Regions from separate parts of the Mus musculus genome. Here all the other regions are linked to region 1. The links are chromatin contacts, called in public Hi-C, HiChIP or PLAC-seq and promoter capture Hi-C maps. All regions are on one chromosome and are shown on one strand. The core of a region is the stretch at or near the end of the contact, and the rest is flanking DNA. Distances in the headings are between cores, read along the strand shown. Region 1 holds the start of Ncam1 (neural cell adhesion molecule 1). Region 2 has its middle 4.5 kb from the start of Gm39336. Region 3 has its middle 35 kb from the start of 2310003N18Rik. Region 4 has its middle 91 kb from the start of 2310003N18Rik. Region 5 has its middle 110 kb from the start of 2310003N18Rik. Region 6 has its middle 170 kb from the start of 2310003N18Rik.

Region 1 (4,569 bases), core at 1,381-3,880:
TGATACTTATCATCACCTCTTGATTAGATGTCTAATGATTTAACATCTGTCTTCTCCATAAGGACGGGAGCCTACTATCCCAAACCCCTGTCTAGAGCAGTACCAGCATTTACCTGATACTCAGTGGAATGAATCAAAAGAAATTGTGCCTCTTCTTTCTACTTCAGATCTAGCCTTGAGAAAGTTTTGAAACTCTGCTGCTTTCATCTTGGAAGTCTCTTTCTATCCTTTCCCACTACTCCGTCTTCCACTAGGACGCACCATGCCATTCTAACACTGACCTGACTGGCCTCTTGCTCTGGCCATTTGGTCTTCTCAGACCACACAAACAAATCTCTTTTCCTACATATGGTCTGGTCTAGGTGTCTTCTTCCTCTTCATGGAGCTGCTTATTGACGTGTGTCTAACAGCCTGGTCTCTCTCTCTCTCTCTCTCTCTCTCTCTCTCTCTCTCTCTCTGTCTCTCTCTCTCTCTCTCTCTCTCTCTGTCTCTGTCTCTCTCTCTAGCGGCAGAGGTATTCACAGCCACAGCATCATCAAATTTAACAAAAATGGTTTATGGGCAGTGTGGAAAAGTAACACAGAAGAAAGCTGAAGAACTAGGGACCAGTTACCCATCCTGTTAAAGGACCATGTTAGAAACCCTAGGAGTGTGGACAGAAGTAAGTGGGCAGAATCCCAGAACAGTCATGACAACAGAAACAGCTACATGGCAATGGGAGGGGCTGGAGAGAAACAGAAAGGGAAAAAAAATCTATTCATGCTGAAGTGAGATAGGATTTCCACACTTGTCTACATCTGAAGGCTAAAAATAGAAACATTTGGAGAGGAATCTTTTAATTCTTCTGACATGGGCTATAAGAAGCAAAGTTTGCAGGAATGGGTGTGTCTCTCACTCTGGGTGGTAAAATTAGAAAACTCTTATTTTGGATGCTCCAACCTTCACTCCTCTCTACCCTCTGCCTAGTCTCTCCATCTTTGTCTGTGTAGAAAACTCAATTAGGAAAGAGTCAGAGACATTTATCTCATAAAGTTATAAGGTGGTCATTTTATATACTGGCAAAAGACAGTGTGTCGTCAAAGACACAACTAGCAATATGTAAAAATATATGTGACGTGCATAATATTAATCAGGTTGTTGGCTCAGGGACAAAGACCTCATGTAAACCCCTTACGGAGAGGAAAGGGTCATTTGTACTTATGGTTCAGAACTCTCAGGTTGTGGCAGCTTTATCTTGTATTCACATGCACATGTGCGCTCTCTCTCTCTCTCTCTCTCTCTCTCAAACACACACACAAAATTTGTATGCATATATATACACAACTTAGAAAAATTGGGCTATCTTTAGAATCTGGGGCAAAGAGATATTCTTTTTACTTTTCTGTATTTTTGAATTGTTTATAATCACCATAAGGCAAAAATTTAAAAAGTGAACATGAAAGATTCCTGGGAGACAGACTGCTTCTCATGGATCCTTGGAACCCGCAGCATGTGATAGGACTGGGTACATTATACAGAGGAAAGGAGAGCTGGATGGTGACTGGTCAGCTAGCAGAAGGTGGGTTTTCTGACTGCTAAAGCATCAAGGAGTCTGCCCTTTAAAGAACATTGCAGGGCTTGGGATTGTGTGTGAACTGGCTCTTTGGTCTGTCAGAGGGCTTCACTGAGCAGAGCCACTTCTGGAGCACCCTCACTTGTATTTCCTGCACAACTCAAGCCCCACTCAGGTGCTAAAGAGTGTTGATTTCACTATGTTCCCATCCCCTCTTTTAACAAACAAGGCTGCTTGATTAATGGAAGTCTTTGTGTTGATATCTCAGTCATATTGTATTTTCATAGCCTTAAGAGTGGAGGTCTCCCGCTGAAGGAGGATGCTTGCTGTCGCTCCTGTGCCTTAATACACACAGAAGAGCCAGGGCAAAGGAGGGAGAGAGAGGGAGGATCCCAATACCAGTTTCTGGTTATTCCTGAATATTACTTATAAATGGCTCTGCATTTTCTTTTGACTGGCTTCCCCACCCCCTACTTCTGAGATCTGAGTTGTGCTGCTGTGAGTTGCTCCCTCTGTGGGAAGATGAACTTCATAGCCAGGAGAAAACAAACAACAAAACAAACCTCCACAGCCCTCAGCTCTCTCCAAATTTCCAATTTCCTTCTCTTAGGAGGAAGAGGAAAAGAAGGAGAAGGAGGAGGAGGAGGAGGAGGAGGAGGAGGAGGAGGAGGAGGAGGAGAAGGAAAAGAAGGAAAAGAAGGAAAAGAAGGAGAAGAAGGAGAAGAAGGAGAAGAAGGAGAAGAAGGAGAAGAAGAAGAAGCAGAAGCAGCCATATGCTTTTTATTGCAAGGACTTTAGTAACTAAACTGGAGGGGGGGGTGTCCACAACTTTGAAAATCGAACCGAATCTAAAATTCTTTTTCCCCCTAATTATTAAAAACGTTCAAATTCCTGATTAAGGAACGCCGGAGGGCAGAATGATCTCCAAAGACGTGAATGAAGGAAAAGGGTGAAAAGAAATCCCAGCTCTGCCTGGAAGGTTCCCTGTGAAAGAGCCCGGCTCCCTTGGTAACTCCAGGCCGCGTTTTACAGGCAGCCGCATCTGCCTCCCCTGTCTCTTACCTCCTGGATGTTAGGAACTATTTGTGGTCGGCGTGGTGGAAGGACACAGTGAGGCTCTCACCTCCGCCCCCCGCCCGTCGCTCGCATCCCCAGTTCCATCAAAGCCAACCCGGGCCAGCGCAGGGATCTCCGAGTTGCGAGTGTGCTGAGGCTGGGACTGTCACTCATTCTCCGCTCAGCGCGTGAACGCAGCTCGGCAGTGGCTGGCAAGAAACAATTCTGCAAAAATAATCATACCCAGCCTGGCAATTGTCTGCTCCTCGGTCCATTGCTCCGCCGCCGTCCACAGTCGCTTGCAAGGGGAAGGCACTGAATTTACCGCGGCCAGAACATCCCTCCCAGCCGGCAGTTTACAATGCTGCGAACTAAGGATCTCATCTGGACTTTGTTTTTCCTGGGAACTGCAGGTACATTTTAATTTAATTTAATTAAAAAAAATCTACATCGGGTCTGTTAATTGTCCGCTTGCCCCTGTCTTCTCTCCCTATCCCCGAGAAGCCCGGTTCTTTTGGCTGGTTTTGTGTGTAAAGCAAAGACAGCATTTTCACTGAGCTGAGAAGGGAGCGCATCGTATCGTCCTTGCTTGGCCAGCCAAACCCGTGCCCTCCGGGACGGCGCTGGACGCGGCTGCCTCCCCGCTCAGTGGCGGCCGCGCACGCCCTTCCCACTTGTGTGCCCGCGGAGGTGGGACAGGGGTATGGGGACCGGGATGCTGCCGTGATGGGCAGCGCTGCTTTCCCCTTCCCCGAAGGCGGGTGGCGGATGCGTGGCTCGGGTGGTGTCGCCCCCCAGGCTCATCTTTCACCTAGAGGTGTTTGTCAAGCTTCGAGAAGAGTGAACAATAAGGCTGGGGCAGTTTTACCCCCACCGTTATGTCCCGGGCTGGGGTAAAGTGAGGCTTGCAGCCTTCGCTTACTCCCCCGTCTTCCCCGCCCCGAATAACGGTTTGCAAAATGGGGCAACCACCGGCAGCACCGCAGGGCCCTGTGGTCGTTCCTGCACCCCCGTGCAAATGACGTTAGTTTTTCATTTGCCAAATTGCTGGGTAGTTGCAAAACCTGCCCTCGGCCGGGAGCACGGAGGGATGGGAGGGTCCAGCGCCGCGTTTTGACAGGAGGAAGTGCAGAGGGGCGGAGGGTGAGGAGGGCGTGATCGGGGCTGCCTGGTTGTGTGTGTGTGCGCGCGCGTGTGCGCGCGTGTGCCTTTACACGCACCGAGAGCCTAGGGTTGCACGGTGCCAGCGAAGAATGGCAGGTAGCCAGCTGCCCAAGACACCTCTTCCTTTCTCTGGGCGATATTCCTGATCCTGGCAAAGTGTGAACAATGGGGAGCTCGGGAGAAAGACCGTAGCGACGCTGTCGCGGGTGGCGAGGGCTGTGCCACCGCCCAGAGATCCTTAGCATTCGGGAAGGGGGCGCATTGCATTTTGGCTATTTCCATCTCGGCTTTCCCTGGAAAATTCCTCAGTGTGCCCACCCTCCCTTCCAGCTGCTGCCCCTACCCCACCCAAGGATTTGTGCTTTGGCGTCCCAATGGACTGGGAGAGGGGGAAGCAAAGGGCACTGGGGCCGCCGAGAGCTGGGTGGGATGGGCCGACAGCTGGGGCGGGGGGGGGGCGTGTGCTGCCAAGCACCAGCTGAAAGCAGGCTAGGCGGAGGAGACCGCGCATGGCTGTGGCTTCTGCCTGGTGTGGCTGTACTGGTCCAGATCTCTAAGCCTTGGGTGTGGAGCCCACAGAGCGGCCCCGGGAGCACCCAGTGCGCCCCCCTCCGAGGGCAGCAAGAGAGCAGAGCTGGGCCACCGCCTCCAGCCAACTCTGATCGGCGACCAATCAGAGCGAGGCTGGCTGGGCGGGAAGCCGCGAGAGGCTTTTATTGCGGCGCGGGTGGCGCCCAAGCTGCCAGGATGGTCCCCGGGTGTTCTAGCTTAACGGTCTCGCTCGCCTCCCGTTGGGA
Region 2 (4,569 bases), core at 1,168-3,667, 510 kb before region 1:
ATCCTATGGTCTTTCACACATAGTATTCTTGGGAACGGGTAACAGGGGGGTAGATTCCATGAGAACTGGTCACAGTAAGCAACAGTAGAGACAGACAGCAAGTGATAAAGAGTCCTAGACAGATGAAGGTCAGCAGGTATGAAAACATGCTCAAGAACTATCTACAAAGGAGAACTTGCCACGTGATTTACAAATTCAACTAAATCAAACTGTGAACCCCCTGAAAGCATAGGACAAACCCAGCAGTGAACACTGGAAATCCTGGAGGGATTCAAGGTAGAGAGATGACCACAGCCTAGAGTAGTCAGGGGATGTCTTAGTCAGGGTTTCTATTCCTGCACAAAACATCATGAACAAGAAGCAAGTTGGGGAGGAAAGGGTTTATTCAGCTTACTCTTCCACATTGCTGTTCATCACCAAATGAAGTCAGGACAGGAACTCGCACAGGGCAGGAACCTGGAGGCAGGAGCTGATACAGAGGCTACAGAGGGGTGCTGCTTACTGGCTAGCTTCCTCTGGCTTACTCAGCTTTCTTTCTTTTTTTTTTTTTTTCCATTTTTTATTAGGTATTTAACTCATTTACATTTCCAATGCTATACCAAAAGTCCCCCATATTCACCCACCCCCACTCCCCTGCCCACCCACTCCCCCTTTTTGGCCCTGGTGTTCCCCTGTACTGGGGCATATAAAGTTTGCAAGTCCAATGGGCCTCTCTTTCCAGTGATGGCCGACTAGGCCATCTTTTGATACATATGCAGCTAGAGTCAAGAGCTCCGGGGTACTGGTTAGTTCATAATGTTGTTCCACCTATAGGGTTGCAGATCCCTTTAGCTCCTTGGGTACTTTCTCTAGCTCCTCCATTGGGAGCCCTATGATCCATCCATTAGCTGACTGTGAGCATCCACTTCTGTGTTTGCTAGGCCCCGGCATAGTCTCACAAGAGACAGCTACATCTGGGTCCTTTCAATAAAATCTTGCTAGTGTATGCAATGGTGTCAGCGTTTGGATGCTGATTATGGGGTGGATCCCTGGATATGGCAGTCTCTACATGGTCCATCCTTTCATCTCAGCTCCAAACTTTGTCTCTGTAACTCCTTCCATGGGTGTTTTGTTCCCAAATCTAAGGAGGGGCATAGTGTCCACACTTCAACTACCAGTCCAGGGATGGCACCACCCATAATGGGCCCTTCCACCCTTGATCACTAATTGAGAAAATACCTTACAGCTGGGTCCCATGGAGGCATTCCCTGAAGGGAGCCTCCTTTCTCTGTGATAACTCCAGCTTGTGTGAAGTGGATAGCCAAAATTAGCTAGGTCAGGGAGTTTTCAGGCAAGGGTAGACCTATGCATGGCTTTGAAGATCATGCAGACATGAGACTGGTGGGAAGGTAGAGGAAGTAAGTGTTGGTCAAGGCAGGGTGAAGAAGACACAGATGTGTGTAAGTCTGGTAGGGTGCATGCATGTGTTCAGGGCTGGAACTCAGTCCTACATAGCTCTGATTTCTGGAAGGAACAATACTAGCTTTTTTTTTTTTTTTTTTTTTTTTTTTTTTTTTTTTGTAGTGAGGGGAACCTTTACTGAATCTTTATTGTAGGGCAGACATTATGCTGCATTTCTACATGAATTGCTTTAATCCTCAAAACTGCCCCTAAGTAGGCAACTCAGTCTGAAGTCAGATTTGGGGTACGTTGACTGGCCAACCGAGGACTTAGGCCCTTTCCTTTGATACGCTGGCAATGAAATAGACATGCTCTAGCTTTTGATAATTTTTATGTTGTTACTTCTATAGGGCCAGGCACTCATAATTTTATTGGCTGCTAAGAACATTATCTTGAACAGATTATGCATTATATGTGGTATACCTATGTCATGCTGCCATGGAATAACTTAATTCTCACAAAAACTATGAAAGGTGTGATAAGACATTGAGGCACAGAGAAGTGACATGATGTGTACCAAGTGATGGAGAAAGAGAGGGACGGAGGGGCTGTGTGTTGGGCCTCAGCAGTACTAGCATTTGATTACCATGTCACTGAGATGCTCAAAATCCATTTAGGAGACCACAGTGATAATTAAGTGATGGTGATGCTTTTATGACAGGGTCAATTGGAAGTCAACTGTTTTAGGGAGGATGATAGATGTGCTTCGCCAGGTCTTCTACAGCCTCCTCCAGAGAAAAGGCATCTTCTTTGGGCCCGGGGTATCAGGGGAATGCAGCCCTTCACGTCGCTGGGTGGCCTGTGTGTGTATGCTTTCTCTTCTCCCCCCACGGTGTATTTACACTCAAGACTGCCATAAACATCCATTTGCTTTAACACATGTGAAAATACCTTAGCAACTTCCCGCAGCTCTGGCCTGTTGCTAAGCAGTGACCCTTCTGCTACCATGGCAACATCACCAGACTCTGGAGGGCTGCTGGTACCAACCTCCTGACTAGACTCGGGCCTCAGGAGCACATTTGCTCACAGGGGCAGCCATTCTGTCTTGTTGTTTGGCTTTATCAGAAAAGCCTGTGTTCTCCTGCGGGAAGCTTCCTAGAGAAAACAGCCATTCAGTGCTTGGCAGATGAGGTCTGCGGTGGCTCCGCCTCCACTGCTGTGCCCACTTCACTCTGTGGAGTGGGTGGAGTTCAGGGTGGATGCACCAGAAGCCGCAGTGAGCTTTTTCCTCTGGATCAATGGAATGAATTAAGGACAGTGATGCCTCTTGAAATCACGGCAGCAGGAAGCTACTACCACCCTGAGGGAGAGTTTTACAGAAATGATTTTCCAATTATAAACCTGGAATCATGGAGCAGGGGTCACTTAGACAGGGAAGCACACTGTGCAACAGTGGTTTAGTCAACAACCGGCCACTTTTATGATGACTATACCATTTAGCCTAGCTGTGTCCTGAGCTATACCATCCGCATTTGCATGAGTGCATCCTATGATGTTTGCTCACCAAAATGATGCACTTCTCAGACATATCTTTGTCTTTAGGTGACACATGATTGCATTGTAAGAGATGCCACTCCGGGGAGAGAGGAGTGTGTGATAGTATTACTTGCTGACACAAATGACAGCAACTAGAATCACCTAAAAGACAGATTACTTAGCAAGCCTACTTCCTTAATGCAGGTCACACTGTTTACTCGGGCTGGGGTCCAGAGTGAAGAGGAAAAAAGCAAGAAGAACATCAGCATCCGTATCTCAGCTTCCTGACTGCTGACAATGCCCAGTTGCCTCCTCTTCCTGCTGCCAAGATATTCTTATTATATACATTATATATTATACATATAATATATTACATATATATATATATATATATATATATATATATATATATATATATATATCTTATGTGCCATGATATTCTTATTCCCTGACCACCAGGAGGCAGGATAAATCCCCTTTCTCTTACATTACTTCTTTTGGGCGTTTAGTCACAACAACAACAACAAAAAAAGAAACTAACACAGCATTAAAGAAACAGCTGGAACTCATCCTGGTGTTTCCCAGTGACCAAATGGAATTTGAGCCACCCACAAGGAAACTCAGACATTGTAGCTTTCGAGGGCCTTGGCCTCTTCAGTGAAAGAGGCAAGCAAGGAGAACTAACTTAGAACTTAAATGATTATGATGGGTATATTAGCTGGTTTTGTATGTCAACCTGACATAAGCTAGAATCACCGGAGAGGAAGGAGCCTCAGTTGAGGAACCCCCTCCACGAGATCCAGCTGTAAGGCATTTTCTCAGTTAGTGAGCAATAGGGCAGGGCCCAGTCCACTGTGGATGGTGCCATCCCTGGGCTGGTGGGCCTCAGTTCTATAAGTAAGCAGGCTGTGGAAGCTATGGGGAGCAAGCAGCAGCCTCCCATGGCCTCTGCATCCGCTCTTGCCTCCAGATTCTTGCCCTGCTTGAATTCCTGTCCTGACTTTCTCCAATGATGGACTATGATCTAGAAGTGTATTAACCCTTTCCTCCTCAATGTGCTTTTTGGTCATGATGTTTTCATCGCAGCAACAGAAGCCCTAACTATGACAGTGGGGTAGGCAGTGAGTAGCATGGCTACTTGTCTGAACCAGGCAGGCTAGGGAGAACAAAATCTTCATCTAGATCTACCTGTGGGACAGGATAAAGGCCAGGGAGTAGAGCCAGCTACAGACATGTTTAACCAGGAGGCATGACATCAGGGATAATGGGCAGCCAATGTGAGTAAATCCAATGCCTTGTCTCAGTGGGCCCTCACACATCACCCTCTCTGACCCACAGGCAATGCCTGAGTCATTTTTTGAAAAGTTTCCTGTTTCCAGATTAAAAAGCCTGAGAATACTTTCATATTCTTCAAAACCTTTCTTCTGGAAGCTTCATCGTTCAGCCCTCAACCTGGTTGTCAGTCCCAGCCCAGAAGCTGTAGATTTACAAAGTTTGGACCACAGCAGCAGCAGCAGCAGCTACCAGTGGGGATACGTTGGAAAAGCATATTTACAGATCACCCCACCCCCATCCCTGGCTCCTTCCCAAGGGCCATTCTAGGCATGTCCAACAATCTGTCTTAACTACCCATAGCTGGAAAGGGAGACCACA
Region 3 (4,569 bases), core at 1,014-3,513, 400 kb before region 1:
CACGCATGATGATTAAAACATTTGAATTAAAATCTGTCTGATTCTAGAAGTGGGGTTTTTCTGCTTATAGTAGGCTGTACAGCAATCCCACAAATATGCCTACAATCCCTGGGACTTGTGAATGTTACCTTATATGGCAATGAAGGACTTTGCAGATGTGATTAAGTTGTGCATCTCCAAATGTAGAGGACCATTACCCTAGAGTATCTGAAGGAACGCATGGGATCACGAGGGTCCTCAGGAGAGCAGAGAGGATGTGTAGACAATAGCAGGGATTTGAGTAGGCTGAGCTGCTGGTGTTGGAGATGATGGAAGCAAGCATGAGCCACAGATAGAAGAAAGGCAAGGAGATGGATTCTTCTCTGGAGACCTGGCTCTGTTGCCACCTTAGCTTCAGGCTGGTGAATCTGATTTTCAACTTCTAGCTTCCAGAAGTGCAAGAGAGTAAATCTGTTGTTTTATGTTGCCAAGTTTGTCGTAATTTTTTGGTAGCAACTATAGAAAAATAATACACGGTTCCATCCATCATCCTGTATTTTTAGTTCACCATTTTATATTCTCTTTGGTCCCCCAAAGTATCAATTTTTAGCCTTTCCTAGGCTCTCCCAGTCCCTGGTCAGTCCTTCCCAGTCAAAGCAATTGACTAACAGCTGCTCGACATGTGACTATGACGGGAAGAATCTTGTGGGAGACGCCTTGAAAGATGACAGGAAAGGGTCTTCGCAGAGCTTATGCATTGTTTGTGGAATGACCTAAACCTCAGTGGCTTCAAATATAAATATTTTATTACTTTACATAGTTGATTAGAGTTAGGAATCCACGAACTGCTTCACAAATGGCTCTAGTTCAGAGTCTGTCACGGGAGTGCCTTCAAAGTACCAGCTGGGATTTCTCTTAGCTGGCAGCTCGACAGAGTTGAAAGATATCTCAGTTTCTCTCTTCCTCTCAATTCCCTCCCACTGTGTGTGTGTGTGTGTGTGTGTGTGTGTGTGTGTGTGTGTGTATGTGTGTATTTGCACACATGAACATGTATGTTTATAGATGTGGGCAGAGGAAAATTTGTATGACATTCTTGGAAGTATGTATTCATCTCTTGAAATGGTATCTCACTGGCCAGGAGCTGACCAATCAGTATAGACTGCCTGTCCAGTAGGATCCCTCTCTGACTCCCCATTACTGATATTAGAAGTGTGTATTACCATTGCACAATTTATACATGGGCTCTGGGGTCAAACTCAGTCCCCCATGTCTGCAAGCCAAGGACTTTATTGAATGAACTACAATCCCAGCCCTCTGAAGGATCAACTTTAGAGCTAGAAAAACAAAACCAGAATTAAACTATAGAATTTAACAGTGGAAAATCCAGTTCTTAGGTTTACTTTATTCTCAAAGAAGTGATTCATGCCTCTGTTGGCTGATCTCGGGTCCTTGCTGTTTACTGGCCAGACATCTCCAGTCCTTATGATATGAGCCTTTTCAAGAGGCTGCTAGACTGTTCTCAGACATTGCATGTGGCTTCTACAGTAAAAGAATTCGGGGGCAGGGAGGATAGGAGACAGAAGAGGAAGAGGAGGGGGAGGAAGAGGAAAAGAAGGAGGAAGAGGAGGAGGAAAAGGAGGAAGAGGACAGGAGAAGGAGAAGGGGAGGAGGAGGAGGAGGAAGAGGAGAAAAAGAAGAAGAAAAAGAAGAAGAAGAAGAAGAAGAAGAAGAAGAAGAAGAAGAAGAAGAAGAAGAAGAAGAAGAAGAAGAAAACATGACCTAATCACTGTTCTCAAGGAATTGCTAGATACAGACCCCAGAGTGAAGAGAAAATCTCAGCTTTCTAAGAGACAAGAGTTCATGGGCATACTTTAAACCAACACCAGGAGTCTGTAGGACAGAGGAGAGAAGAACAATAGGAGGGTAATGGAGAGCTCTCTAAGGACAGGAAGAACAGAGTCAATCTGCCCTGGAACTAGAACCAGAACCCAGAGGTCAGCAGATACCTCTGGGCATGTGGTGTGATTAAGAAGGAGGTTGTTACCAAAACAGACACCAAAAAATAGTGGAAAGCAAGATGTGCACTATGTAGACACCTTTTGAACATGATGGACACAGAGAAGAGAAGGAAATGATAAGTCATTTGGGCTGTGGGCCATGAGGAGGAATGGCGAACAGCTTTAGAACTCACGAATGCAGCTCACTGGTTACACAGCCATATGGGTGAGCCTCATTGTGGCATGACCCTGAGAACTATGAGTCCTGAGGGCTTCCTGTTGTTATGGAGTTCTGCTCTGCTTCCAGCCCCCTCACTGGGCAGTATAGCTGGCACTCCACAACAGCTTGACCTCTTCCAGGCCTTGCTGGTGGAGCAGATTAATGATTCAATCACCACCCTAGAGAAGAACTTAGAGATGGAGATTGTCAACAATGACTACCACCATTAGAAAGCATTTGGAAAAATAACATTGTTAGTGAAGTTAGGCTAAGATGTTTTTGCTAGTGGCACTGATGTAGAAAATCTTAGGGAACTATTTGAAGTTCAGAAAGTTACACTCTTATTAGTTAAGCTAGGGACCTCTTATGGTCAGGGAACAAGAACAATGGCAACACTGGCTGACGTGACTCTCACTGAGGCTGGACTGGTGATAATCGATTTCTTATTCCCATTTCTACCTTCAGTTTCCTGATATGATTTAATAAGAGTTGCTGTTAAGTAGATATGCATTCTGAGGCTGTAAAGTAGATGTGGCTGATTTTTATATAAAAAGTTTAGATTTGTGATTCTTTTAAGAGTCTTATAAGATTACTTTTAAAGATAAATAATAAAATAATTACTCCTCTCGTCGTAACCACAAATTGCTGCCTGCCAGTAAGAGAAAATGGCTGAGAAAACCACCTTGCTTGCCTACACTTTGTTAATCTATAACAAGTTGCTTAATTACAAATGTATGTGGGTTCTTGGGAATAATTTGTTTTCTTTACCCGTACTATGGGTTTTTTTTTTTTTGTAAAGGTATTTGGGAACATACTGTGTTTTCATAGTCATTCACTAGAAGAAAACTAAAATTCACTAGAAGAAAATCACATTGTAATTTTATACTGATTGAAAGATTTTGCTAGGGTATACAAGCTATGGAAGAAAAAATAAAGTGTGGGGGTTGGAACATTGTTCCTTCTATCCATCAACTATGTGAATGTATGTACATATCTAAAGCTTGTCTGGGTGTGTGTTGGAGCTTGCTCCATCCACCAATTGTGTGTACATAGGTATGTATGTGTATGTGTGAAATACTTGGAGCCTGCTTACTGGAGCTCAGCTTTAACCATTCCATGTGTCAATATGTATGTCTGTCTGTAGGTCCATATGCATGTATGTATTTCTATGTATGAAGTTATTGGAGTCTGCCTTTTGTTTAATCTACTCAGTGTGTGTGTGTGTGTGTGTGTGTGTGTGTGTGTGTTAGTGTGAATGTTTTCTCTTTCCTTTTCTTTCTAGATGGCTCCAAGGAGTTAATAAGTTGAGAGTTCTTCACTGGCCACAGAGAGTGCCAGCCCCAGCAAATTAAGCTTTGTTCCCTCAGAGAAAAGTCTGCTAAGTAATTTCTCTAATGACTGGCTGCCATTGGTAGCAACCCCTGCCCATGGTGTCTGGATGACCCGTGTTTCTGGTGCTAAGCACTGACCCCCAACGCTGCCTGCCTAGGTTTACCCACATCATGGATGCCAAGGCTGGTCATTGTCAATTTAGCTAGAATTGGAGGAGACAAGAGAGTGGGAGCATGAGCTTGAGCAAGAAGGTATCACCCAGAAGCACGGGCCCATGGATTCCTCCCAGGACCCTCACAGTCTTTAGATGTGAGAGAGTAGCCTCTATTACAAACCTTACACCACAACGATTGTTCATGAAGAGGCAGGTGAATGCTGGCCTGGACCCCAAGGAGTAAGTCATAAGAAGAGAATGTGCATGTTTTATGAGAAGGATGGGGCTAGAAGATGAGATTTGGAAGTGGCACTCACTTCACAGAAAGACAGAGGGTGTGAGTGTGTGTGTGTATGTGTGTGTGTGTGTGTGTGTGTGTGTGTGTGTGTGTGTGTGTGGCGGGTGTGGGGTGTCGGATCCTAAGTGATGCTGGGGACTTAGTGATGGGAGTCAGATAGAGAGAGGACTGCTAATGGCAGCAGGGAAAGACGCTCCTCCATACAACCTGAGCAGAATAGTCAGCAAGAAAGTGCTGGACTTGCCACAAGTGCTGGGGACTATGAACTCCAAGGACAGGTAGTGTCCCTAAGGCAGAATTCTAGAGATATCAAGGTATTGGAGCTAAAGTGACTAAGGTTCAAGTTCCTGATAAAAGATAGATCTGACCATCGACCCTCACTCTCCTCTTCAGTGATCTGTAGAAGCCACTGCTCAGGCAGTTCACAAGCCAAGCAATACCAGACCGTTAGATATATAATTTGACCTCACTCTAATGAGAATTCCATGAGATGTTATGATCTTATACCAATAAAGCTTTGACTGTTCAGAATGTGAAGTTCCAAATAGCAGTGGCTAAAGCACATGAAGGTTTATTCTTCCAAAGGCAA
Region 4 (4,569 bases), core at 634-3,133, 340 kb before region 1:
TGGAGTCCTGATCCATGAGCAGGGTCAGGGTGTTGGGCATGAAGACTGTAGCTTAAGGAACACTGAGAGGCTAACATGATGCTTCCCACCTAATCAGCATGGAAGAAGAGAGTCTGTTGATCTTGAAGGAACCTTGCTGTCTCCCAGACAGACTCATACAATGAGATGAGCTTATAGAAGAACTGCTGGAGGTAGATCCTCAGAGAAGGCTCAGCCATCTCTGCTTTCCATCCTCATTTAGAAAGAACTCAGCATGGTCCCTTATCTCCTCTTCAAAGCTGGATTCTAGACTTTTAAGCAAAATGAAGGGTTCATTTGTGTCCTATTACGACCCATTTGTTCATTCAGCCAAGCAGTCTTCAGGAAACTCTCAGGGACGTATGTCAGGCCAGTCAACAAACACCATGGCCAAGGAGGAAAGAGCAGCAATGGAAAGACAAAGGAAGGGGTCAAGCTATGCCAACAGATGCATGACCAATGCTCAGCCCAAGGATGGTACCAAAGTGAGAAAATGGAGCCAGGATCCTTTGCTCTCTGAGATTTAGCAGTGACATTGTGACTAATAAGCTAAAATAAATAGAACACAACATTGGAGTGAGGCTACTAGGGTAAAATACAGACTGGTCCCCAAGTCTCTAGATCATATAATCCTCTAAGCCCTCATACCAGCATCCAGACTAGTTGCTTTCCAGGTATGAATGACTTGGTCAGAGGCAGAAGGCAGACATGTCCTCAGTGCCCCCTCCTTTTGGAGCCACATTCCTCTAGGTTGCAAGTCCCCAACAATTTGCATTTCTAGAGTCAGGACTTTCCACAGGAGCTGAGAAATAGTGGCCATGGTAACAAAATTCTTCTACATCCATCAAAAGAGGAAACCTCTCTTTTCTGTTAAGGTCATGTTACCCTATTTATTAGGGCAAATGAATATCAATAATCACAGGCAACACCAAAGCCTGAGCTGGCTTCTGGCAGTGGGGGAGGGGTGGCTGTTCTTGTCTATTGAAAAGGTGAATGAATTACTGCATATGCATGTACCATACTCTCACAGCCCAAGGATTTGATTTGGTTTCCATGGCCAGGATCCAGATGCCCACTGGGAGGTCTTCCAAATCACCCGTCTTGATCTTTTCTTAACTGCTCTCAGGGGATCCAGAGAGTGAGTCTGGTATCTGGCACCAGTGGCATGGCACCATGCCCTGAGAACTCCAGAGCCTTGCTCATTTTGGCCTCAGGCCTACTTTCTCACTAAGCAAGGCCCTTCTACCAGATGGTATAGACTCAGAGTATGGTCAACTTTGCAAAGTCAGGTTGTGCCAACTCCCATCTCTGAGGGGATGGTCTGTGTAGTTCACATGCCAAAATGCCCAGGGCTTTGCCAACCAAAAGGTGGTGAGTGCTCTTGTCCCATAGGCACCACCTAAAACGGGCAGCAGATGGGAAAGTAGGGCAGGGGTGGAAAACAGCTGGATACCATTTGCTGCCTAAGAGTTCTTTGGGGATTTGAAAATCATTGTTTAATTTCCCCTCCTGCCCTCACATGTAAACAAATGTCCTATATCAGGGGCATGGAAATCAGAACTTTTAGTGGTTGGTATTCATCTTCCCTATCTCTGCAGCCTTCTTCCCAGCCTCCAAGATGCTCACATCACATGCTTGCACATTTACATGTGCACATGCATGCATGAGCACCCGTGTGTACCCATGTGCTCACTTACACCAACAGGCCAGTCTTTCTAATACAAACCACAGGCCGATTTTGTTCACTGTGTATCTAGGGCCTGGCCAGGAACCCAGGCTTCTTTCCCTCTGAAATCTCTTGGAGAAGTTAAAAGCGGCTATGTGGGACCGCAGTAGGAGAACTGAATTGGCGACACGGTGGTTCTAGATATTTATACACTCCCGTCATTTGCTCAGCTGAGCTGCTTGCAGCTGTGGCTTGTTAGGGATATCACCCAAAGGAATTGCAGAAAATACACATATTTTATATAATTTTCCCCTCTGTTTCTTTTCCCGGTTCTAAATAGGCACTTGAAGGGAGGGGGGATTTACCATAGGATCTTGGGCACAAGGTACAGTTACCCCCAGAGCACTAGGGGAGGACATTTGTGGGTCCTCCTGGGGTGGCGGGCGGAGCAGGGAAAAGAGCCTCTGTATTCTAGTCCCAAAGGTCACACAGACATGAGGAGGATGTCTCTCTCATTTGACACTCCTTCACAGATGAATTTAAGACCAACCTCCAACTTTACATTTTTAAGCTGCTGGCTGGGAGGTCACGTGCTCTGGGCAGTCCAGTCCTGATGGGCTGCAGGGTCTACAGATTGAGTCCTTCTGGGTCCAAGGAAGGTCTAGACCATGACCTTGACACAGATGTCAAGGGAGTGATTCCTTTTTTTCTTTTTCCCCAGACAAAGGCAAGTGGTTATCTATGGTTGGCTTCAGTAAACATCCTTGGGCTTCAGCTCCCAATAGTCTGTAGCTATAAATGATCAAGGCTGTGGCTCTGTTTGCCTTTGCTTCTGTGAACAATATCACAGGCACCTAAGGAGTTCAGTGTGTACATAGTATTCTTCAATCTTTCCTCAGTCCAGACAAGGACTTAATTGCCCCTTTCCCTAGAAAATGGAGAGGAGGAAGAGGAAAGCAGGCAAGAATTCCTGCTCTTTAAACGCTGTCCCCTCCCTTTCAAGAGCTACTCACTGCAACTCACCGAGGTGATGAAAACTCCCCAGGCTAACCCATCGAATTATGGAAGCTCAGCAGAAAAATTACAGCTGCCGTAGAGGTCACCTGACCCCGATGCATCAAGTCCTGGAGGGAGGCCAACCCTCCACTTAAAATGGCAATCTTGCACAAAGTGGCACAATGACATGTTAAAAAATATAGAGATGGATAGAGATGTAACATGAAAATATGTATTTCTCCTGTTCTTAGCCTTAGAAGCAGGCATGTTAAAGGTATTAAGCGGCATTCCACACTGGAGGGATCCTCTGGCTATGGGCTTTGGAGCCTAGACAGGAAGTGTGAATTATGAGGCAATGGGAAACTAATCCAGACAAAATGAAAAGAGAAAGGACGGAGCCTAGGTATCTGGTCCAGGAGGGCCCAGAAGAATGGGGGTTGTCTCGCCCACCTGCCCCGACCTCCCCGGCTCTCTGTGGGAGAGGGAAGCCTTTGTCTGCTGGAGGTGGCTGTTGTGGGACTCAGGGAGAGCAGAGTGAGTTGGCAATCCTTTCTCGTCTGCAGGACCAGACATCCAAGGAGGAAATCTCTGTGCACTGGGCTAGACTCTGAGGGCACCTGGAGAGAAGGGGAAAGCTTGGCAGGAGTGCACAGGAGGCACAAATGTGGCACTGAGATCACGTGTCCCTGTCTTCAGCAGGGACACACCTTTCCCAGGGAGACCCAAATGTCCCAAACAGGACTCTTTCTCTAGGGATGGGATAGACATAAACAGCTTTGACTTTGTTTCTGGTTATTAATTTCCTACAAGCTGCCCCCAGGGTAATTCCTAAATCTGTTTTCTCCACTTACCCTCAGTTCAGACAGGAGAGGAAAATCTTTCTGCTTCTTAAGGGCATGTGACTTTTCTACTCTTAAAATGCAGCTTTCCTTCCTCCCTCCCTCCCTCCCTCCTTCTTTCCCTCCCTCCCTCCCTCCCTCCCTCCCTCCCTCCCTCCCTCCCTCCTTCTTTCCCTCCCTCCCTCCCTCCTTCTTTCCCTCCCTCCCTCTTTCCCTCCCTCCCTCCCTCCCTCCCTCCCTCCCTCCCTCCTTCTTTCCCTCCCTCCCTCTTTCCCTCCCTCCCTCTTTCCCTCCCTTCCTCCCTCCCCCCCCTTTCCATTTCTGCCTGTGAGCTACTTGTTCTGGCCCTGTAAGATGTGGTGGAAAATTCCTGGTCCCAGCAGACTCTGTGGATAGACTTTCCAGAGTAGGAAGGTAAGTTGCAAGCACACTGCGTGTCTTCAGTTCCCCCGGGACTGAGTGGCATCCTCAGTGTAGTGTCCGTCTATACTGTCCTTTACTCTCCCCTCTTTGCACTTGTAAATTTTGTCTTTGGACTGCTAGTCTCTGCCTTTGTCTAACTCTTCAATATAACCTCGCTGGAGGAAAGGTTGACTCCACCTTCCGCATGCAGCTTAGTGAACGTGCCCGTGTGAATGAACCCCAGGATCAAGCCACAGCACACGTCTAACACCCTTGGAAGACTCCTCTCACTTCTCAGCCCACACTTCCTGTTCCCTTCCCAGGAGTGATCTCCTCTCTAAAGTCTGCCACTGAAGGCCAGACTTGTTATAGCCTCGTTGGTGTCTGGCTTTTTACCTTTACATTCATATTTTTAAGATTCATCCATGTACCAAAGTGGTTGCATCCATTGACCCTCCCATCAACAGTGTATACATGATCCAGCTGCTCCATATCCTCTCCAATTCTTAGTGTTCCATCGCTCTGTACTTAGAGCCGTTTCAATAGGAAGTAATATGGTGCATATGTGGAGACCCCTTTCCTTAAGCCACACATTAAGTTCCCCTAGAATAATAATATCATGCAGGGATTAGGGTGAACAACTTTAGG
Region 5 (4,569 bases), core at 1,333-3,832, 330 kb before region 1:
ATGCTAAAGAACAATTAGGCCCAATCTTGTTGAATTAAATCTACAAACCCTCTTACCCAGCTGTTCCAATGCAATGGATCTATTGCAAAGGGGTCTTATACACATGTCCTCCCCCAGAAGCTGAATGAAATCTGGCATGCATTCCTGAGAGAATTTAACAACAAAATGTGGCAGGGATATTTCGTGACAGCCCCCACAACAGTTAGAAGTCTCTGATCAAATGAAAACACAGCATGCTAAATGGATGGCTCTTCAGAGCATAGCTAGTGTGTCTGCCATAGATGGAATAGAGTATGATCAGAGTACAACAATTTAAACAGTGTGAAGTGCATGCAAGTACAGTGGTCTGTCCTTGCAACAACATACACAAGCACACAAATGCACCTTGAACTTTCAGAATAATGGGTTGTGCTTGGGAGCCAGGGGACAAGGATATATGAAAGAGAAAATGAATAAGTTCATAAAATAAGAGGTATACCTACTGTTAGCATTCCTTCTAGGCTCCACCCCACATTTACCTGGCAACAGCTATGTATGTCTGACTCACTATAAAAGGGGCTACTTGCCCTCTCCTCACCCTCTTACTCTCTGCCCCTCTCTTTTCCTTCTCCTCCCATTCTCCTACCCCCCCCCCTCTATCTTGCTCTCTGTCTCCCCACTCCTCTGCCTTTCTCTGTCTCTGTTCCCTCCTCAACTCCCCTTCTCATGCCCTAAATAAACTTTATCCATACTATATCTGGTACCTCAGCATGGGCCCACAGTAGCAATCCCCTCTACCTCACCATACTGTGCCTCTACCAAACATAAAAAAACACAACCCCTACCTCATAGGGAAAAATATAAAAATAAAATGTATTTAAGGTTCAAAATAAATAAACTAAAAATATGGACCCTCCTACATTTCTGTGTTGGTCTGAATTCTATAGTTTGTACACTCTTCAGCAATTTGGTGGCTTCTACACAAAGTGAAGATGGGCTTTGGTTAAATTAAAAGTAAAAAAAGAAAAGCCATGACAACATGTTGAGCACAGATCTCTTAACTGTCTTCTGTGAAGCCCATTGGTTCTCAGGGCTGCCCAGTGATTCTAACAGTTTCTCTTGGATACTTACAATTATGTCCCTCTTCCATTCTTCCATAAACTTGACTCTCTAAGACTCAGCTCTTTCTTCTCCCCAACTCTTATCATATAAACTCACCACCACTGCCTAGAGACCAATACCATCTATCTTAGATATACTTCTTGTTTTCAAGCAGGAGAAACTAACTTTGCCCTTGGTAAGGATGTGAGAGCCAAAAGAACTCACAGGAGACTGGAGGAGCAGGCTTAGAAAATGAGAAGAACCCAACAAGTTACTGGAGATCAGTATCAGTGTGCATCCACCCTGATGCTTCCATGACCACAGCCTCTGACTACCGTAGGACATTGGTGCTAGGGAGTTGAATGTCCATGAATGACCGTGATAGCAAGCTTCCAAAATCCTTCCTGGTGTTTGGCCTTGGTTCTTACACTCTTTGATGCTTCCTGCCTGTATTGAGTTGGAGATGCCTGTGACTAACAGCATATTGTGGAAGTGATAGTGTATGACTTTCCAGGGTCTAAAAGACACTGTGGGTTACCTTATTTCTGTTTATATATAATTTGATTTGAGGAAATGCAAGCCATTAGGCAATACTGCCACTCAAAATGTGTCCTGTGGAAAGTCCGTGTGTAGGGGAACTGGCATGTCCTGCCAATAGTGATAAAAATACAAGCTCTTGCTTCAAATCATGTGAGTACATCATGTGGGCATGGTCCTCATCTCCAGCCATGCCTTCTGGTAACTGCAGGTCTTACACCATGACTGCAGCCTTGTGAGAAGTCCTGAGCCAGAACCTCACAGCCAAGGGGCTTCCAAATGCCAAACCAAACCCAACATAACTATTTTTGTTGTTATTTTAAGCCACACTTTTGGGAATAATTTGTTATGCAGTAATAGAGTTTACCTTTGAAGTACATTCAGTGACGTGAGAAGCCTGCGAGGAGCCTGAGTTTGACTGACTGTCATGGGCTGGATGTTAGATTCTGGGGGTTTGCAATTGGAACACAGCGAGGTGAAGCAAGGATAGTCATATGCTAACTCTGTGGGTGACAGGGCAGAGACCCACACTAATACTATCCACAGAGGGGAGCATTGCCCTCTAAGGGGAAGGTTCTTGGAGTATGGATAGTCACAATGCAACAGCATGATTTCATTGAATCTGAATTCATACATCTCTATCCTCCCATTAGACTGCTGGACTCATCCCCTCCCTCCTCCCTCTGAACCCCCAGTAAAGCTGTATCCTTCCTTCCGTTTAAAGCTAACCTTGAGCTGTCCTTGGCCTGTTGGCATCTTCTCCACTAGGTTCATGCCTTCCACTCAACAGACACACCCATCACCTTTATATAGTGAGCCAGTGGGAGCGCAGTCTACCTAGCAGAGGGGTGTGGGGCAGTAAGAGAAGTATGACTGAGTGGCCACAAAGCTGAGAGTGATGTGCTGGAGGATGGGAGCTGGCTTCCTGTCAGGCTGACTGCAGATCTCTCACAGATGCCTTGCCCATCCCCACCATTGTAATGCTAAACAATCAGCAGAGTAGAAAAGGCCTTAGACGCAGGGATGGGTCTCAGAGTACGCAGCTGGTGGCTGTCTTGTTTGTGTCCTCAGACGCAGCAGCATTTCTTCTTCTTTCCCCACTTGTCTTTTTCTGCTTTCTCTTCAGACCCTTCTTCTGGAACCAGAGATTCAAGGGCAGATCATTTATTTGAGAAGTCCACGGGAGGGAAGGGGGAGGAAGAAAGGCTGAGTTATTAAGCCACCAGCACAGCAGTTGACCAGAGCTTAATCCCACGAGGGAACGCTTGGAAAAGGTACAAAGCCCCATGGCTCAAAATTATCCCACCTGTGGGGCAAAAGGGCTGAGATATTTATGTAGCAACGGGGTTGAGTGGTTGGTGGAAGGCTGCTTCTAGGGGGAGGGGTTATTTCCCAGCACTTCCAGTCTGCTGCACAGGTAAACATAATGACCTTCTGTGGACGTAAGGTGTCCAGGTAACACAGGCAGAAACCGCAGGGTTAATGAGTATTGCTTTTCACCTTTTCCCTCTCTTCCCCTACCATTGGCTTAGAAAACTCTATGCACAGGAGGCCTCCTTTAATTCTTTTCAAATCTTACACAGCCCCTACTGCAATGTTTTGCACATAGTAATGATCAATAAATATTTATGCTCTGCTTAATTAATGACACCACAAGATAGCTTTTTTTCCCTCTTGATGGTCTATGGGTATTACCTCCGTCTATCTCCAATTTCCTGGGACAGAATGGATTTCATGTCATTATATTTTTATCCACTAAGTATGTAAGAGAAGATAATCTGATGTTTGTATTTTGCAATACTTCTCATTCAGTTGCATTCATAAATAAATAAAAAGTCTCCATTAAACCACAGGCCCTATATTTGTATCTCTCTTTCAACTTTGTCTCTCTAAGAAGCTGGCTCCAAATTGAGGGAATTTGGAGGCTCCTGGTGTGTAGACTCTTATTAGCTTCCCTGCCTGACTCAGCACAGTCCTTTGCCAGCAATAATAGCTTGTCCCCTGTGCACTCAGGCTTTCGCAGTCCTCGAGCCAATGAGAATCAGGATTTGTGTTTTATTAGAACTTCCCATCTCTGAGTGGAGCTTGGAAGATCTGGTAGAAGCCTGTGGCCTTCACTGCACTCTGCAGGCTAGACCACCTAGGTTCAGCAAGGAATTATCAGAGCTCCAGGGGTAGAAAAGCAATCAGCTCTTGGATCTCCCCCCCCCCCCCCAGCACTGTTCATTGGGCCAGTTTCCCCCCAGAACCTCAATCTTGGAGCCTTGCCCCAACCCTAGGTCAATAATCAATTGGTTGCTGATTTCTGCTTTATAGCCCAACACCTGTCTTAACTCCAACAGAATCCATGCCACCAACCATCTTTCTGAACCTGATCTCTGCTTGGATAACAACAGCATGGTATTTATCTGTTCCATCAGATTAAGTTCCTCAGCCAGGATGAGGGAAATTTTTACCCCTCTTTTCAATTAGGAATGAGGTGATTCTGACCCATGCACTTAACCCTCAGGTAAGGTTACCTTTGCCAACCTTAGGTAATTCCACATTCAACAGCCCTGTCCCTTTGTAGTGACTTCTGTGGTCAATATTTCAATATTTCAATATTGTCAGTAGGCAACTTGCACTGATTTTCTAGATCTGGATTTGCACCTTGCAGCTTTTATCCCTAGAGCAGTGGGTGCTGATGTCATCTTAGTGTCCAGCAGAAGGCTCTGGGGAAAACATGTATGAGTGCCTTGTTTTCACTGTAAGGTATCCAGATTCCTCCAACCTCAGATGTTTCTCTTGTGGCCTTGATAGCTTCCTTGAGAGTATCATTAGTGAAGAATGTCATTTCCATTTGAGACTATTGGTTGCTATATTGGCAAATATGGGGGGAGGTGCTACTTTTGTATGTCCTGGGATTCAATATGAACCAGACAATGCTGCCCTGCTATTTTCGTTAGAACTTCC
Region 6 (4,569 bases), core at 608-3,107, 270 kb before region 1:
CACACACACACACACACACACACCAAGCCTTTAGCCCAGTGAAGGAGGCAGACCAAGAACATTGGAGTTTGTGCTTAGGAGGAAGTGCTCGATTCTAGGAATTTGATATGGCCACCGAACTAATCTTTCCTACAGAAGAAGTATGCAGAGTTAAGACATGAGAGCAGGAGTTGCTAGACAGATGTGCCAGAGTGTGGAGCAGCAGTGTCAGTAAAGGAAGAAAGGGTGACAGTTGACAGTTCTTGGTAGAACAACATCAGATATCCAGACTGGACACTAAAGAAGACCTTGAAAGAATACAGAGAGTTTAGGATTGCTGAAAGCTTCAGCAAGGAGAGACAGGGATGGTTCATTCTGGGAGCCAAGCATGAGAATCTCATACTTGTCCCACTGTGGGGATGCTAGGAGCCCTCCTTGTTAGCCAATTACTAGCATCTATGAAATGAGATAACTGATGTTTGTTGTTAAGTCCTTTCTCATACATACACTTAGGTCTGTCTTTCTGTTGGACTTTGCCCTGTAACCTAGTTAAAAGGAAAACTGAAAACAAGGAGGGTTAAAGGAGCTGCCAGGGAAGCTAGAAGCTAGACAGAGTGAGGAACGATCTGGAGACACGTTCTGAAAGGAAGAAAGGATCTTCTCTCTCCTCTTGATGCAAAGAAGAAAATTTGAATGTTTAGATGGCGAGCCAATGTGCCCAGTATCAAGGTCTACTTTTTAATCTAAGAACGAACTATTTGGAGTTAGACATTCTTGGGTTCAAGTACAGCTTCTCTCTGGTTGGCTGAGTCTTATGGATGACTTTATTTCTTTGAGCCTTCAGTTCACTGTGAAAGGCGAATACTAATCAGTTAACCCATCTGCATACCTGATGCACAGCATGTGTTCATTAAGTGACAAGCATCATGACTTTCTGTGTACGTGTTGTGGACAACATCAAATTCTTGTCCAGTGCCAGCATGATTAAGTGATTTTTATGCACACAAAGAAGTGTGCAGGTTAGCTGTCCCCAACCTTGTTATTTCCATTACAGAGACAGCTATATATGAAGAAATGCTGAAGCCTTATGTAAAAAAAAAGAGGTGGCAATCAGACTTTGGCACATAGACAGGGTGACAAATAGGCTCATCTCATATGCCAACTGGCCAGTTGGTAAGGGAGTCTTGAAATATATATCGTATACAATTCCAAGCTACATCTGGCTCAATAACATACTTTATGATAGACTAGGAATGCCCACTTTGGATTGCAAAGGAGCTCATCAACATGCATGCTGTCTACTTGCCTTCTTTGAACTGAAGCGATATTCTACAGATGCTAGGGCAATCTGGAACAAAACACCAGGCCTGACCTTGCCTACTTGTGCTGATCCCCACTTGCTCCATGTTTTCCTCCCAGCACATCGACGAGACATGGCCCAAGCCCAAACTCAACTGCCTTTTCCTCAGGAAACGTTGGCTGGCATAAATCAAGACCCGTAAACTCACCATGTGGATGACACAGGCTGTGTGCCCAGCCCAGGCTCTGTGAGAGACAGAAGAGGAGGCAGTTGCTTAGTGACATGGTACAAAGGGTGCCTTTGATTCATCGCTCAGCTCCAGCCTTAAGTCCATGGCCAACAGCGAGTAATGGCTGCAAATGGGCAATAGAATGCCTTTAAAAATGTCACTTTGCTGTAAAATGTAAATGTTTAACATTTAGACACCAACACTAACTCCTAGAATGCCTAGCACTGGGTGGCTTTTTTCCCTCATTCTTTTAGGAAATCTTTGTCCTTCCATGGTGAGAGTTTTCACTGTGTGATTTACACCCTTGTGCTTGTTAAATCGCTGGCATGTCTTTCCCCAGATAGGACAGCAGAGGATGAGAGATTTGCAGGGACTTTATGCCTCGCCTGTTGCTGCTGAGTATTGGACATGCAGTATAATCCGACTCCTGCCACTTCTCTGAGGGGCTCTGAACCCTGAACATTGGAACTCCCATTTTATTTCCAATTATCTTAGACCTCAAAATATAAGATGTGTCATTGAAGGTCAAGAAATACCAAAAAGAGTAATAAAGAATATTCACCAGGAGTTCTCTTTTAGACCTGCTCACTGGCTAACTTTGTCTTCCAAGTCTGATATTCAGAGGCTTCAGGTAAGTCAAGGATATATAGCTGGCTCTTTTTTTGAGATGAATTCTTTTTTCTCTAAGATAATTCTAATTGCAGGTTATTCCCCTAGCAACTTTGGCCTGTGGAAAAAGATGGACCTAAGAGTAAACGTAGACCTGCCTTAAGAGATAAGGAAAGACCAAGGATAACCACTGGGCAATGGGCTACGGGAATCACTGGGTATCAATCAAGCTATGTGAGTCCTGGTGGTGGTTTCCTTCTCATCCCACCTAACTTCTATTTCCTATGGAACATATTATGTGTTGGATTTTTCTTCTCATTCTCCACAGGTACCTCTCTCAGCCTTGATCATGGTAGGCACTTAATACCTATTTGTTTAATTAATTAAATAAGAAACGAGTCACAGGCAAACCTAGAGTTTATGTAAGAGATTAGGTTTAATGTTCCAGTGAATGAATTGTACAGCCTCCAAGAAGCCTGTTAACCACTCCGTTCATGATTTAATATTATTCTTATCACAGTGCTTGAAAATAACCAGAGTAGACGTGATTGTTCTTAATTTACCAATAAGAAGCCCAGGCCCAGATAGGTTACAGAGTCTTTTTGAGATCATATTGAATTGGTGACAAAGCCAGATGAAAATTCGCTGTTTTAGATTTCAGTTCCAAAATAAATTTGACAGTCTACTATGTTGAAAGCTCACACCCTGTGTCCTCATAGCATCTGGAACATCTAAAATGGGGCTAGGATGTGGTAAGAAAGGAAGCTGAGGGAATTTGCAAGACTCTGAGAGTGGGTACTTCCTTCCATGGTATACCTAGGTTTTGCTCATCTTATCTTTATCTCAGCCCCGGGGATCTTTCATGTGGATATTTGAATAGAAAGTGCCAAGGACTGACAAGAGTTCATTTTCTTGCCACTTAAATGACAAAGTGGATGTTTCTCACTCAGAGAAGCCTAAAGAGTAAACAAATGTGCATACAACCAAACGCTGATCCAGGCTGACGCCAGGGTACTCTCTTTGCACTGTTCCTAACAGGGTAGTTCATACCACTTGCCAGTAGCTCTTGATGAAACCTAAACCTTTCAGAATTCACCATGCATATTTGATGATAATATGTAAAAAGCCCAACTCACACTGTCTTAGACACAAATGAAAATGTACCAGGAAGAGACTAGAGGACTAGAATGCTTTATATTATTCAAGGGATAAAAGATTCTTAAGGATCACTGGAACTGGGACTTAAATAACCCTACCAGCTTGTTCGGGTTTTATCACGAGTAGCCTCTTCTCTCTCCCTTGCTTCTGTCATAATCTTATTTCCTCAGCAACTGGGAAAATGAGTCACTGATAGTTCTCAAGCCTCCTGGCCTAAATCTTGCCCTTGGTGAAGGAATGACCTTCTTCTCTTACTTTGTGTTAAAAAAAAATGAAGAAAGACTCTTACAGGCCTAATTTACCCTGGGATCGATGAGTAGGTCCATAGCTAGGGTCATAGATAACTAATAAAGCCACTGGACCATCTCTTTGTATATAAGCTAGAGTAGAAGCATTGTGAGCCCAATAGCCAACACAATAGTTTTCTATGGCCACAAAGTATAATCAATAATGGCACAAGACTGGAGTACTGCCTGAGGCAGCCTAGCAAGGGTGGCAGAGCCAAAGCAGGCAAACGAGTTGCCTATAGGAAAGCCATGCTCTGAACCAGTTTTATTTTCTTGGACTGTTTTGTTGTTAAGTCTTATACACGATTATCTTGTTAACCACCTGAACATTTCAAATGTAGCTGGGCTACAGAGACAAGCATATTATTATTCAGTGGCCAAAACAGCCCTCCTTGTGGTCTCTAAGGATCCTTATTGAAGAAGTCACAGAAAGCTCTAACCTATTACTAGGAGTGGTGTAATGAAATTGAACAACTGTCATGGGAGTTTCTTGACCAAAATCCCCAGTGCTCTCTACCTCCCACCACAGGGACTGTGCTGTCATAGCAGCAGCACAGCCCTTGGTTCCCTGAGTTGAAGTTCTCCAAGTTGTTTTCAGCAGTCTTAAAATGAATTTAAAGCCTTAGAGAAGAACTACACTTTCCACACTTGGGTTCCTAGGCTTTGGTAGCAGAAGATAAACTCCCCCTTTCAGGAATCTCATCACAGAAACCAAGAAGGAATATTAACGTTAGTTGCTCAGATTTGCTTTTAGATTAGTTCAACTTTTAAAATAGAAATGTTTTAAGTGGTCTTGGTAACATTTTGGTTACTTTTCTACTAAAGGGCTTTGGAGAACCAGAAGAAGGCTGTTTGGCCATAGATGGGTATACAGTCCCAATGATATGTCCAAGTGATGTATAAAAGACCAAGGGGTAATAAAGAAGTTCCTAAAGAGACCACAGCATACAGGCTTCCACTGGTCTTTCATATGTTATTGTATGTGTCAGTCATGTGGTCTATGTTTG

Evidence for each region. Promoter capture Hi-C pulls out the DNA fragments that hold promoters and counts their contacts. Hi-C and Micro-C count contacts between places; a contact is called where the count stands out from the background. HiChIP or PLAC-seq counts read pairs in DNA pulled down with a chosen protein or histone mark.
Region 2: a contact with region 1 is called in an H3K4me3 HiChIP or PLAC-seq map of forebrain, with 7 times the contacts expected there. The contact joins the enhancer-like site here to the promoter of Ncam1 in region 1. A contact is called at or near these places in 5 of 39 promoter capture datasets (the 3T3-L1 cell line, cranial neural crest, embryonic stem cells and 1 more), 7 of 484 Hi-C or Micro-C datasets (cerebral cortex, cortical neurons, embryonic fibroblasts and 3 more) and 12 of 115 datasets of contacts at active chromatin or transcription factors (the NIH/3T3 cell line, astrocytes, differentiating embryonic stem cells and 8 more).
Region 3: a Hi-C map of uterus shows a contact between it and region 1, with 2.7 times the contacts expected there. The contact joins the enhancer-like site here to the promoter of Ncam1 in region 1. A contact is called at or near these places in 4 of 39 promoter capture datasets (cranial neural crest, embryonic stem cells and liver), 1 of 484 Hi-C or Micro-C datasets (uterus) and 9 of 115 datasets of contacts at active chromatin or transcription factors (craniofacial prominence, embryonic basal ganglia, embryonic forebrain and 6 more).
Region 4: a contact with region 1 is called in a promoter capture Hi-C map of neural stem cells. The contact joins the enhancer-like site here to the promoter of Ncam1 in region 1. A contact is called at or near these places in 11 of 39 promoter capture datasets (the 3T3-L1 cell line, 3T3-L1-derived adipocytes, cranial neural crest and 7 more), 1 of 15 datasets of contacts at CTCF or cohesin (the NIH/3T3 cell line), 5 of 484 Hi-C or Micro-C datasets (the AML12 cell line, the HL-1 cell line, dorsal root ganglion neurons and 2 more), 17 of 115 datasets of contacts at active chromatin or transcription factors (the NIH/3T3 cell line, craniofacial prominence, embryonic basal ganglia and 12 more) and 1 of 9 other capture datasets (adipose tissue).
Region 5: an H3K27ac HiChIP or PLAC-seq map of embryonic stem cells shows a contact between it and region 1, with 11 times the contacts expected there. The contact joins the enhancer-like site here to the promoter of Ncam1 in region 1. A contact is called at or near these places in 5 of 39 promoter capture datasets (the 3T3-L1 cell line, cranial neural crest, frontonasal cranial neural crest and 2 more), 1 of 15 datasets of contacts at CTCF or cohesin (the NIH/3T3 cell line), 8 of 484 Hi-C or Micro-C datasets (the AML12 cell line, cerebral cortex, cortical neurons and 2 more) and 19 of 115 datasets of contacts at active chromatin or transcription factors (the NIH/3T3 cell line, VIP interneurons, embryonic forebrain and 9 more).
Region 6: an H3K4me3 HiChIP or PLAC-seq map of neural progenitor cells shows a contact between it and region 1, with 14 times the contacts expected there. The contact joins the enhancer-like site here to the promoter of Ncam1 in region 1. A contact is called at or near these places in 5 of 39 promoter capture datasets (the 3T3-L1 cell line, 3T3-L1-derived adipocytes, cranial neural crest and 1 more), 10 of 484 Hi-C or Micro-C datasets (cerebellar granule neurons, cerebral cortex, cortical neurons and 4 more), 15 of 115 datasets of contacts at active chromatin or transcription factors (astrocytes, craniofacial prominence, differentiating embryonic stem cells and 9 more) and 1 of 9 other capture datasets (liver).

What each region holds. Positions count from the first base shown.
Region 1 is chr9:49,797,130-49,801,698 of GRCm38.p6, reverse strand. It overlaps Ncam1 (neural cell adhesion molecule 1), which reads left to right and starts at 2,630. Exons shown (of 19, transcript NM_001113204.1): 1 at 2,630-3,021. The coding sequence starts at 2,970.
Region 2 is chr9:50,304,144-50,308,712 of GRCm38.p6, reverse strand. No RefSeq gene overlaps it. Among named protein-coding and RNA genes, the nearest start is that of Gm39336, 4.5 kb to the right of the region's middle. Within about 2 kb of position 2,417, at least 59 of the 459 cell types and tissues checked have an H3K27ac peak or open chromatin away from gene starts, as enhancers often do. A contact at or near this core is called in cerebral cortex, cortical neurons, embryonic forebrain and 4 more, where this site is marked.
Region 3 is chr9:50,196,210-50,200,778 of GRCm38.p6, reverse strand. No RefSeq gene overlaps it. Among named protein-coding and RNA genes, the nearest start is that of 2310003N18Rik, 35 kb to the left of the region's middle. Within about 2 kb of position 2,263, at least 1 of the 459 cell types and tissues checked has an H3K27ac peak or open chromatin away from gene starts, as enhancers often do. A contact at or near this core is called in uterus, where this site is marked.
Region 4 is chr9:50,139,590-50,144,158 of GRCm38.p6, reverse strand. No RefSeq gene overlaps it. Among named protein-coding and RNA genes, the nearest start is that of 2310003N18Rik, 91 kb to the left of the region's middle. Within about 2 kb of position 1,883, at least 23 of the 459 cell types and tissues checked have an H3K27ac peak or open chromatin away from gene starts, as enhancers often do. A contact at or near this core is called in neural stem cells, where this site is marked.
Region 5 is chr9:50,122,419-50,126,987 of GRCm38.p6, reverse strand. No RefSeq gene overlaps it. Among named protein-coding and RNA genes, the nearest start is that of 2310003N18Rik, 110 kb to the left of the region's middle. Within about 2 kb of position 2,582, at least 15 of the 459 cell types and tissues checked have an H3K27ac peak or open chromatin away from gene starts, as enhancers often do. A contact at or near this core is called in embryonic stem cells, where this site is marked.
Region 6 is chr9:50,061,954-50,066,522 of GRCm38.p6, reverse strand. No RefSeq gene overlaps it. Among named protein-coding and RNA genes, the nearest start is that of 2310003N18Rik, 170 kb to the left of the region's middle. Within about 2 kb of position 1,857, at least 33 of the 459 cell types and tissues checked have an H3K27ac peak or open chromatin away from gene starts, as enhancers often do. A contact at or near this core is called in cerebral cortex, neural progenitor cells, oligodendrocyte precursor cells and 2 more, where this site is marked.